Linked DNA regions of Zea mays: region 2 is linked to region 1. The links are chromatin contacts, called in public Hi-C maps. All regions are on one chromosome and are shown on one strand. The core of a region is the stretch at or near the end of the contact, and the rest is flanking DNA. Distances in the headings are between cores, read along the strand shown.

The links. A called contact is a pair of places that touch in the nucleus more often than the background predicts.
Region 2: a contact with region 1 is called in a Hi-C map of ear, with 2.9 times the contacts expected there. The contact joins the promoter of LOC100277526 here to the promoter of LOC100281676 in region 1. A contact is called at or near these places in 5 of 25 Hi-C or Micro-C datasets (ear, endosperm, leaf and 1 more).

Annotation. Positions count from the first base shown.
Region 1 is chr7:162,432,899-162,438,143 of Zm-B73-REFERENCE-NAM-5.0, reverse strand. LOC100281676 (mitochondrial protein) reads left to right here and starts at 2,800. Exons shown (of 1, transcript NM_001154596.3): 1 at 2,800-4,649. The coding sequence starts at 2,920. The coding sequence ends at 4,485.
Region 2 is chr7:162,613,484-162,618,277 of Zm-B73-REFERENCE-NAM-5.0, reverse strand. It overlaps LOC100277526 (Protein LHCP TRANSLOCATION DEFECT), which reads right to left and starts at 1,813. Exons shown (of 2, transcript NM_001151059.2): 1 at 1,195-1,813; 2 at 489-1,072. The coding sequence starts at 1,500. The coding sequence ends at 818. LOC100272617 reads left to right here. Exons shown (of 18, transcript NM_001359664.1): 18 at 1-277.

The sequences.
Region 1 (5,245 bases), core at 1,551-4,050:
CAGCCGAACAAGCCGCCACTGTAGAAACTAGCAGCCGAACAAGCCCATTGTCATGTTCGGCCGGGACCGGAGGCCCAAGCAAACACGACTAGTTCAAGTGGATTGAGATGGGGTTTGTTGCAGTCGTAGCTGCTTAGTTTACGAGAGTAATGGGGTGTTTGGTTACACCCCGCTAAAATTTAGCCCATGTCCCATCGAATGTTTGAACCTCCGTTCCGGGTATTAAATGTAGTCGGATTATAAAACTAATTTGTCAGCCGAAAATTAAAAAACGAGACGAATCTAGTCCAGTTGGTTGGGTCTATATTTCATACTCTTATTTAAAAATCAAGCGCTTGATGTGACCCGGGCTAAACTTTAGCAGGAGCAACCAAACACCCCCTAACAGTTTTAAGATAGAGGACAGGGAGGCAAGTGAAAGTTTTTTTTTTGACAAACTGACAAAACCCCTATTTCATTATGAAATAGGATTCAAAGTACATCAAACAACAGGAACGGCCCTTGCAAATGACTAAGTTAAAATCCAGTTCTTTTTTATCTGAGCCCTGTCCTTGCCGGTGTAGGCATCACAGTGCCGAAGTTGAAGCACTCAGCTACTCTCGTATGCTCTCCCATCATATGTACAGTCTGTATGCTCGGCCGGCCGGCGGTGTCCACCAACCGCGACGAGGCCGACCCCACGCCAGCTTCTCCACGGCCGCCGCCGCCACCGTCGGGTCGAAATGCAGAGATGCACTCTCGCTTTGTGCTTAGGAAAAGTCGACGGTATTTACGAAACTGCTACTGACGCTTGGAAGCTTATATTTTAGGAGTTTTTTTCTCGGTAATGATTTTTAACGATTTGGAAAACTTAACAATCTTATTTTTGGCGATTTAGAAAACTCAATCGTGCTGAGAATTCTGGGAACTCTCTAACTGATGACAGCGGAGTGGACTTGCCGGTGGGTTCGTGGTCCTGGCACTGTGGTAGCGACGGGAACGAACAGGAACAGGGACGGCCTGTCTCTCTAGGCTCTTGAATCTTTTGAGTAATTTGGGCTGGCTCCGTATCCTGGGCCTTCGCCATCATCCTACTTGATGGGCCTGACAATTGAAGGTCGTGACTCGTGAGCATGAGATTACTGCGCAGTGCGCACAACTCGACCCTCAAAGGCTGATTTCCTTAGGGATGGATTATGCTTTGTTGGGATACTCTATATTAACCATAATCCACATGCGTTTGAGGTGAATTGATGTGTAAATTAGTTTAAGTTATACCATAATCCACCTTAATATATATAAATTGAGATCAATATTAGAGTACTCAAACTAGATCTCAAGGGAATTAGAGGAGATTAATCCCCTCCTATCCCCCTTGAACAAGTTCCAAAGGAATTTCATACGCGCTCGGCTCGGCTCTCACGGTCTCCTCCTGCCATATTTTTTTGCTTTTTAACCCTTTTCAGTTTACAACTATGTTTTTTTAGGTTTGAATCTAAGAAATAGATTTTTACCTCGGTGTCATCATAATTAACGTCGAGGTTATATATCTTGGCGCTATCTACATTGGCATCGTGATCTTATTTAGATACGCTGATCTGACGTCTACATGTCAGGGGTCGGCACCGTGACTTCTGGCACCGACCTCATATATACTTGACGCTCGGCCTCCCGCCTTTTTTTTTGCTTTTATCCTTATGTGCGTTCTTTTTTTTTTTGCTTTTTAACCTTAGGTGTTGCATGCGTTCTATTCTCTCTATACTTTACTATGCAGTCACATCATCTAAATTGCACTATATACTTTTTCTCAACCCGCACCGGTTCTCCATAAATTATTCCCCATACCTCATTATAGCTATAAAATATTATTTTCATACTTATTCATCATTCAACATTATTTTTTATCTAACCAACAAATAATAGCATACACAAACTTCGAGACAATGACAATGGGCACCCCTTATTCTGGCGTGATGATGTGTGCAGCTCAGTGCTGAGAATTGGACCGGGCCAGCCCGACCTAAGCCCATCGTGCTTCGTGCCAAACGAGTTCGGGCTAAAAAAGCCCAAAAACTTTTGGGTCGTGCCGTGCCAGCCCGAAGTACAAAAACAGTGGCCCAGTCCGGACCTAAACCACGTCGTGCCTTCGTTGGGCTGTGTCGGCCCAAGCCCGGCCCGTATATTTGACCACATAAAATCAAAATATTATAACCATATAAGGTTCGTAGCTTACTAAATTAGAGATATTAAACAATTCTAGCATCATTTGACCACATAAACTCTAAATATAACAACAATATAAAGTTGATATCTTACTAAATTAAAAAAATTAAACAGATTGGGTTTAATTAGGTCGTGTCGGCCCAAGCCTGGGCCATCTATACGGGTCGTGCCGGGAGTCCGACGGGCCGGAATTTGAGGCCCGGCCCATATTATTTCGTGTTGGACCGTATTTTGGTCTTTTATTTTTGAGCCGTGCTGGTACTGACTCGAAAAGTTCAGTCCATATTCCCAACACTAGTGCAGCTGCCGCAGCATGGGAAAAGGGTAGGAAGTAGCGCTTGGTTCACCCATAGAGTGCTATACGCGAACAGGTTTAGGGAAGGGGGCGCCGAGCGTCAAGCGCTACGGATAGCCCGAGGGGCAAAAGTGCAGACGGGCCACCACGGGGCCAGCCAACACCCAACAGTCTGGGTCTGGGACATAGCCGAAGAGGAGACTTGGGAGTCAACCCCGTCCCTTCCAGGAAACTCGCAAGAACATGCAGTGCATCGGACCTAGAGCTTTTATGGCCCTGCAATCCTACAAGGCAACAAGAACAGCCATCTGCCAAACAGTGAGTGGGCACACACGGCCACCTCTGCGATCTCAGATCCCATCGCTACAGAGAGGAGAAGCACACTGCACGCAGCGCACCGAGTTTAGCAGCTAATCCTAGACATGGACCACCTGCCGCTGACCTCGCCCGCCGCGCCAGCCGTTGCGGCGTCGCTGCTCCCGTCGCAGGGCGGCGGGAGGGTGCTCGACGCGTACAAGACGGCGCTGGCCACGGCGGCCTCGGCCGCGGCGTACGCCGTGATGGCGCGAAGCATGGCGCGGGAGCTGCTGCCCGACGAGCTGCGCGCCGCGGCGCGGTGGTGCGCGGTTTTCGCGCGCGCCCGGTTCGGCCGCGGCGAGAAGGAGCGCCACACCATCGTCATCCGGCACCAGTTCGACACGGGCTACAGCGAGAACCACCTCTTCGACGCGGCGCGCGCGTACGTGGCCACCCGGATCGACCCGCGCGCCATGCGCCGGCTCTGCCTCGCGCGCTCCCGCACCAAGGAGCCCGACGGCAGCGGCAGGTGGAACACGCTCCTGTGCATGGAGCCCGGGGGCTCCACCGTCGACGTCTTCGGCGGCGTCGAGTTTACGTGGAACTGCGTCGAGACCGGCGGCGACGACAAGAAGGGCAAGGGCGGCGGCGGGCGGCCCCGCGAGTCCTTGGAAGTGAGCTTCGACGCCGAGCACACCGAGACGGCGTTGGAGCGGTACATTCCCTTCGTCATGTCCACGGCGGAGCAGCTGCAGCTGCGGGACCGCGCGCTTAGGATCTTCATGAACGAGGGGCGCTCGTGGCACGGCATCAACCACCACCACCCGGCCACGTTCGATACGCTCGCCATGGACCCGGTGCTCAAGCAGTCCGTCGTCGACGACCTCGACAGGTTCCTGAAGCGCAGGGACTACTACCGCCGCATCGGCAAGGCGTGGAAGCGCGGTTACCTGCTCTATGGCCCGCCCGGCACCGGCAAATCCAGCCTCGTCGCCGCCATGGCCAACTACCTCCGCTTCAACCTCTACGACCTCGACCTCTCGGAGGTGCGCCTCAACTCGGCGCTGCAGAAGCTGCTCATCCACATGCCCAACAAGTCAGTGCTCGTCATCGAGGACATCGACTGCTGCTTCGACAACGCTGCCGCGTCCAGGAACGGCCTGGACATGGACCCCAACTACTCATCGGGATCGGGATCGGGATCGGATTCCTCGGACGAAAACTGGGCCCAGCCGCGAGTCGCTCCCCCGAAGGCCAGGGGCATCACCCTGTCCGGCCTGCTCAACTTCATCGATGGGCTGTGGTCCACGTGCGGCGAGGAGCGCATTATCGTCTTCACCACCAACTACAAGGACCGCCTGGACTCGGCGCTGCTGCGGCCGGGCCGCATGGACATGCACGTCTACATGGGCTACTGCGGGTGGGAGGCCTTCAAAACTCTGGCCAGAAACTACTTCCTCGTTGACGACCACAAGATGTTCCCGGAGATACAAGAACTTCTCTCGGCGGTGGAGGTGACGCCGGCCGAGGTCTCCGAGATGCTGCTGCGGAGCGAAAACGGTGACGTGGCCCTCGGGATTCTTGCAGAGTTCCTCCGGGAGAAGAGACGGAGGGGGAGAAAAGAAACAAAGGAGGAGAAGGACGCAACAGAGGACAAGGATGAGGAGGAGGTAGCAGAGAAAGCTGCGTAGCATAGTACTGTATTCTTTAGGTTTCCTCCATGGATCATTTTTATTTCTGGAGAAAGGAATCGAAATAGGTCACGGGAATAAATAGCTAGGCCATAGGAACAATTTATTAGGCCTTCTCGTCGGTACTGTTATCCTATCGCTCGGTTGCTGCATGTTTTTGCTGCACGTCAGCTCATCTGTTTCTGATTATTCACTAGTCACTACTGCAGCGTCAGGAGCTGGAGCCGACCAAACAAAACAAATTAACTTTTTATGATTAATTCTGTTTTAAGTAGCCTACCCATTTTTATGATGTCTTTCTTCGAAAACCCGGCCGGTGTGCTACAGAAGCTAGATGCTATTCGGTCCAGATTCTTTTAGCAAGGAGAACATCATAAAAAAAATATAGACTAGTCAAATGGAAAATCATTTGTCAACCTAAAGAGCTAGGTGGGCTGGGAGTCATCAATCTTGACATAAAGAACATTTGTTTATTCAGCAAATTGCTTTTTAAAATACTCGATAAAGATGGTGTGTGGCAACGTCTATTAAGAAACAAATACTTGAGAGACAAATCCCTAACACAAGCTGCCAGAAAACCGGGTAATTCTCATTTCTGTGCGGTCTAATGAACGTCAAGGATAAATTTCTCAAGTAGGAATATTCTAAGGTGGGGAACGGACAAGCAACAAGATTCTGGGAAGATAAATGGCTTAATAATTATCCTCTTAGAGAGCATTTCCCAAACATTTTTAATATAGTGCGCAATAAGACCTCGCTG
Region 2 (4,794 bases), core at 564-3,063, 180 kb before region 1:
ATTGACAAACCATACAGGAGTATAGCAAAACGGGCATGGACAACAGGAAATGAATAAGGATTGGGTGGATTCATAGTGGGGTTATAGAGGTTTATATCGTGTTCGTTGTGCAGGCGTAGTGACAGAGGGTACCCCCTTACTGAATCTTTGGGCGAGAAAGCCTATGTAAACCTGTGTGCTCATGAGCAGAGTAGTTAAGCTGACGAATAAAAGCATGATGAAGGGCATTGTAATCTGGATGTGCATTTTTGTTTCAGCTAGGAGAATGGACATTCGCAATGTTTTGGTGTCTCATGACGTTCAGTTGCTAGCTTGCAGGCTTGCGGCGTACAGCCTGTAGTTAACTATCTTCAGAGACCCGGTTTCATGTATACACTATACAGGCTGGCACCTTATGCTAGAAACCTGAATGTGTGTACTGTAGAAGTTCCCCATTTTACCACAGTTTATGCGATGCTGGTAGTGGCATGAACTTTGCTAGCCCATATGTTCTGTTTAAGGCCCCGTGCTGTCTTGAAACAAATCTCTGCATTAATAAACAGTAAAGACATCAAGTGCTAAGCTGGCGATTGAGCGGCGGCTCTGATTTTCAGTAATTGGCAGCTCTTAACGAAGCATGACCTTATTGAGCAATTTGGCAGGTCGCAGTACACCCCTCAGTCTTCAGTAAGAATACAGCTGACTACGGAAAGCTACCTCTGCAAACAGCTTGTTCACCCCCGGTTGAACACTCCACCGATTCCAGAAAACGAAGAATTTAGTTACATGCAGCCAAATGTCCAGAAGAACCGGGCACGATTGACCTGCACATGGTCGTTCAGGCCTTCTTGGCGGCGAAGCCGAGGATGAACTCTCTGGTCTCGTCGGTGGCCCGGTCGAGCGCCGTCCGGCCGTCGACGTCCTTGACGTCGAACCTGGCGCCGGCGCGGAGCAGCTCCTCGATCTTGGGGCGGTCGCCCTCGGAGGCTGCCAGCATGAGGAGGATGTCCACGGGGTGGATGTCCTGGTTCAGCAGCGCCTCCATCTTGTCGTAGGTGCCCTCCACCGCCAGCATCCCCATGTAGTTGAAGTACTGCGGTTGTCGTCAATCGCCGGGGGGCGGTTTTACACATATGCTCTGTGATCCACGGACGACGCAACGCAAATGCGTCCCGGCAAAAAATGACAATGCAGGAGGAGCTTAGTTAAGATTACCTGCTCGACGTCGTCGCGGTCGAAGTCGTCCCTGGCCTGGCTGCCGTAGATGCCGGCACCCTCGGCGTCCTTGTTGCCGAACTTGAACCAGCAGGTGGGACCCGCCCGCCCGCTCTCGCTCGCCGGCACCACGCGGCTCAACCGCGACGGCCGCAGCCACCCCAGGCCCCGCCTCCCCGCGCCCAGCAGCGGCGTCCTCAGCACCGCTCCCCCTCCTCCTTGGCCTCTCCCCTGCGCCGCCACCCGCGGCGACACCCTCCTCGACGCCGCCGTGCTCAGCTGGAAGGTGCACGGGATGGACGCCATGGCCGCGTCCTCTGTCTGCCTCTGGGCTCGGCGCGGAGGACGTGCGCGTCGGCGGGAGAGCGAGAGGCTGGGAAGGGCACTGAGCTGCAGTGCCGAGGGAGTGGATAAGTTAACACGCCGCTGCTGAACTCAACTGTTTGGGTCCTGCACTTGTTTTATATGGACGCCTCAAGAGTATGGCAAAACTAGGTGATGATCACTGCCTGAATTATGAATCTCTCAGCTGCTTTTTAATCTGGTATTCTGGTGGCGCAAGACAGCACGGCAGATATCCAGGAAGTGCAGGAGAGATACAAAGTGTCTTTTTTTTTCTGTCCTACAGGAAAGGTTGGGAGGATGGCCATTGGCCAAAATTTTGTGAAGCTCAAATTGGGTCGGGCCGTCAGGTTTGGTGTGAGATATAGCAAAATTATGTGAGAGGTTGTGGATCAGAGAGGACTTCAAGCTTCAGGTCTATCGAGGCTGTTTGGATCAGAACCAGTGTGAAGCAGAGGTAAACTTCTCGTCCGGTTTTTTTTACCGGAAACTGGTAAAATTTACCGTTCCCCGTCCTGGAAAACGAAAACCGGCTCCGGTTTCTTCATAGTATTAAACACTTTTTCATGCGAAGTTGTTTAAAGACGAGTTTCAGCATAACAACAACAACAACAACAACAATAAAGAAGTACAGTTGTTTGGGAGGAGCTACTACTATAAGATTGTTTTCAGTAGATTGTGTAAAATAGGAAACGTGAAACTGTAGATGATACAGTTTGACACTATTTGTATAGATAAATTTGAAAATAGTAAATAAGATAGAAGATGAGTTAGGATCTGTTGGAGATAGCCAACGGCTCCATCTCCTAAATAACCTTAAGCCGCATATAATAAACTGTAAAGGGCGTGTGCGAAAGGCTGGTCTGTTCGAGACCACACTGGGACATAGTACCATACAACACTGTCTGGCATACTGTCTTGTGCCTCAACCCGGAAAAGGATACCTGCGCTGCTGCGCAGCTGGGCTGCCATGAGGGTCCATGGCTCTGGCATGTTCGCATGTGGACCATGTTTAGCATGTTCTCTCATTCTCTGTATGTCGACTACTGTAGTGGTGTGGGTGTGTTTTAGTCATGTATCTCCTGGTGACTGTTGTCAGTGCTGGGACATTGAGTTCAACCATGTATGCGTATGAACAGCTTGAACGCGAGCCTGGTTTAGACCAATACATTACATCAATGCAATGGCTCAGTCTACTCCCAAATAACATGTTTGATTGGTTTTAATCCGTACCAGTTTCTACTATTTTTATATTGTTTTGTCTCTAGATTACAGCTGCAGATGCAAATTTGGCTGTGCAAAGAGCCAAAGACCGTACGACCTACAAAGAAAACTTCCGACAGAGTTTTCTTGCAAACATCCAAAATCTCAGATAATGGGCCTCGCATGGTACTCTCGGATAACCGTGAACCGTTTGTTTAGGTAGTGTCTGGTTCATGTCTCAATTTTAGAATCTCAGGCTCTGGATTTTGTATTAGATTTTGTGCCACAACCTCACACACAAGTTAATAATATAATTTGTCTTGGATTGTGCAGTACGTAACTTCTGAAGATCTATGGAGAACCAAAAACCACCTTAGTTAGCGAGTGTTTGGTTTCTAGAGACTAATTTTAGTCCCTCAATATTATTTTATTTTAATCCCTAAATTGTTAAATATGGAAACTAAAATAGAGTTTTAGTTTTCGTATTTAGTAATTTAAAGACTAAAATAGAATAAAATAGATGACTAAAAATTAGTCCCTAGAAACCAAACACTCCCTTAGATCACATGGTCATTACTATCTATTACTACTATGTAAGGGCTAGTTTGGAAACATCGTTTTCTCAAGGGATTCTAATTTTTCTAAGGAAAAATAAACTAATTTCTCTTGAGAAAATAATGTTCTCAACCTAGCCTTAAGAGGCAATATATCAAATACATATCTATATATTTTTTATTTTGTAAAATAGTTTTCCTAACTGATGCATCATGCATGCATGGTTTGTTAGACACGTGAGATTTTTTTTTTTTTGGAATTCTGGATGACACAGGCCATATTTTACCTTCGCATGCAGCCTATGTTAGGCCGTGGCACCACATATGTTTGTAGATGTGGCTGACCTTTCTGTGCACCAACATGATTCATGGACGTGACATCTGACATGTATTTACGTTTTGACCACCATTGCACGACGAGTACTAGATTAGGGAGGTGCACCTGATTGATTGTCTTGTTCTCGTTTTCTGGTAACAAACCCCTCAGATATTCGCGGCATGGAGCACTTGATTAAATTAGGATGTATTTGGTTGAGGAGTGAGAGAGAATAGGGTGACTTTATTTTAATTTTTAGATGTTTAGTTTTTCTCTACAACTATTAAGAGCGAACTGTAGACTGCCCCCGCCGCATCCTCTCTCGCCCGCGGATAACGCGCCCGCGATTCCCTCGCCCCCCGCCGCCGCGAGCCCGCGATTCCCCAACCGCCCGCGGCTAATCCCCGCTACGCCCGCTCTCCCCCGCCTCCCCCACGCTTCCTCCGCCCCTACCGTGCAGTCCACTGCTCGCGCCGCATCCCCTCCCGCCCTGCCGGCGAGAGCGTGGTCCGATGAGGCGGCGGCCGTTCCTGGACCAGCGACGACCGTCGTTCAAGCGCCGGTGGCAGCAGCGGCCGTGGTGGGTGTGCCTCTTGCTCTCCCTCCTCGCCCTCTCATGCGTCCTCCTCGGCTCCCCCGACCCCAACACCTCGTCGTCCACCTCCGCCGCGTCCTTCGGATCCGAGGCCACCTCCTCCCCTCTCCTCAGTCAGGTAATCCCAGATCTCGGCGGCCGCGCCCCTGCTCCCGCCGCCTCAGCTGCAACTCAACTCTCTTTACAACCAGTACATGTACGTAGTAGTGTAACCTAAATCATTCATCAGGCTTGTTTTGTGTAAATGTGTTTGTGCATTATTCGATCGATGATCCTGGTAAGCAAATAAAGATATTGGTTTTATATGTGTACTCAGTTAAGTGTTCAATACTACGTACCATGCATTCAGTATGCTATCTAATATTGCATTCAACAGCTATTTTTTTGAACTAAACCCCATTTTAAGATTTAAAGATCAGACACGTTCAACTGTATTATTCTGCAGAGTTTGAGGATGATCCAGATCTTTATATACTAATAAAGCCTTTGAAGTAAGAGTGAAATCCAAAACAAATTTAGTTGAGTATGAGGTTTTAATCAGTCCCTTTTTTGTAAATTCAGAAGTGAATGAAGTAACAACTGATTCATGG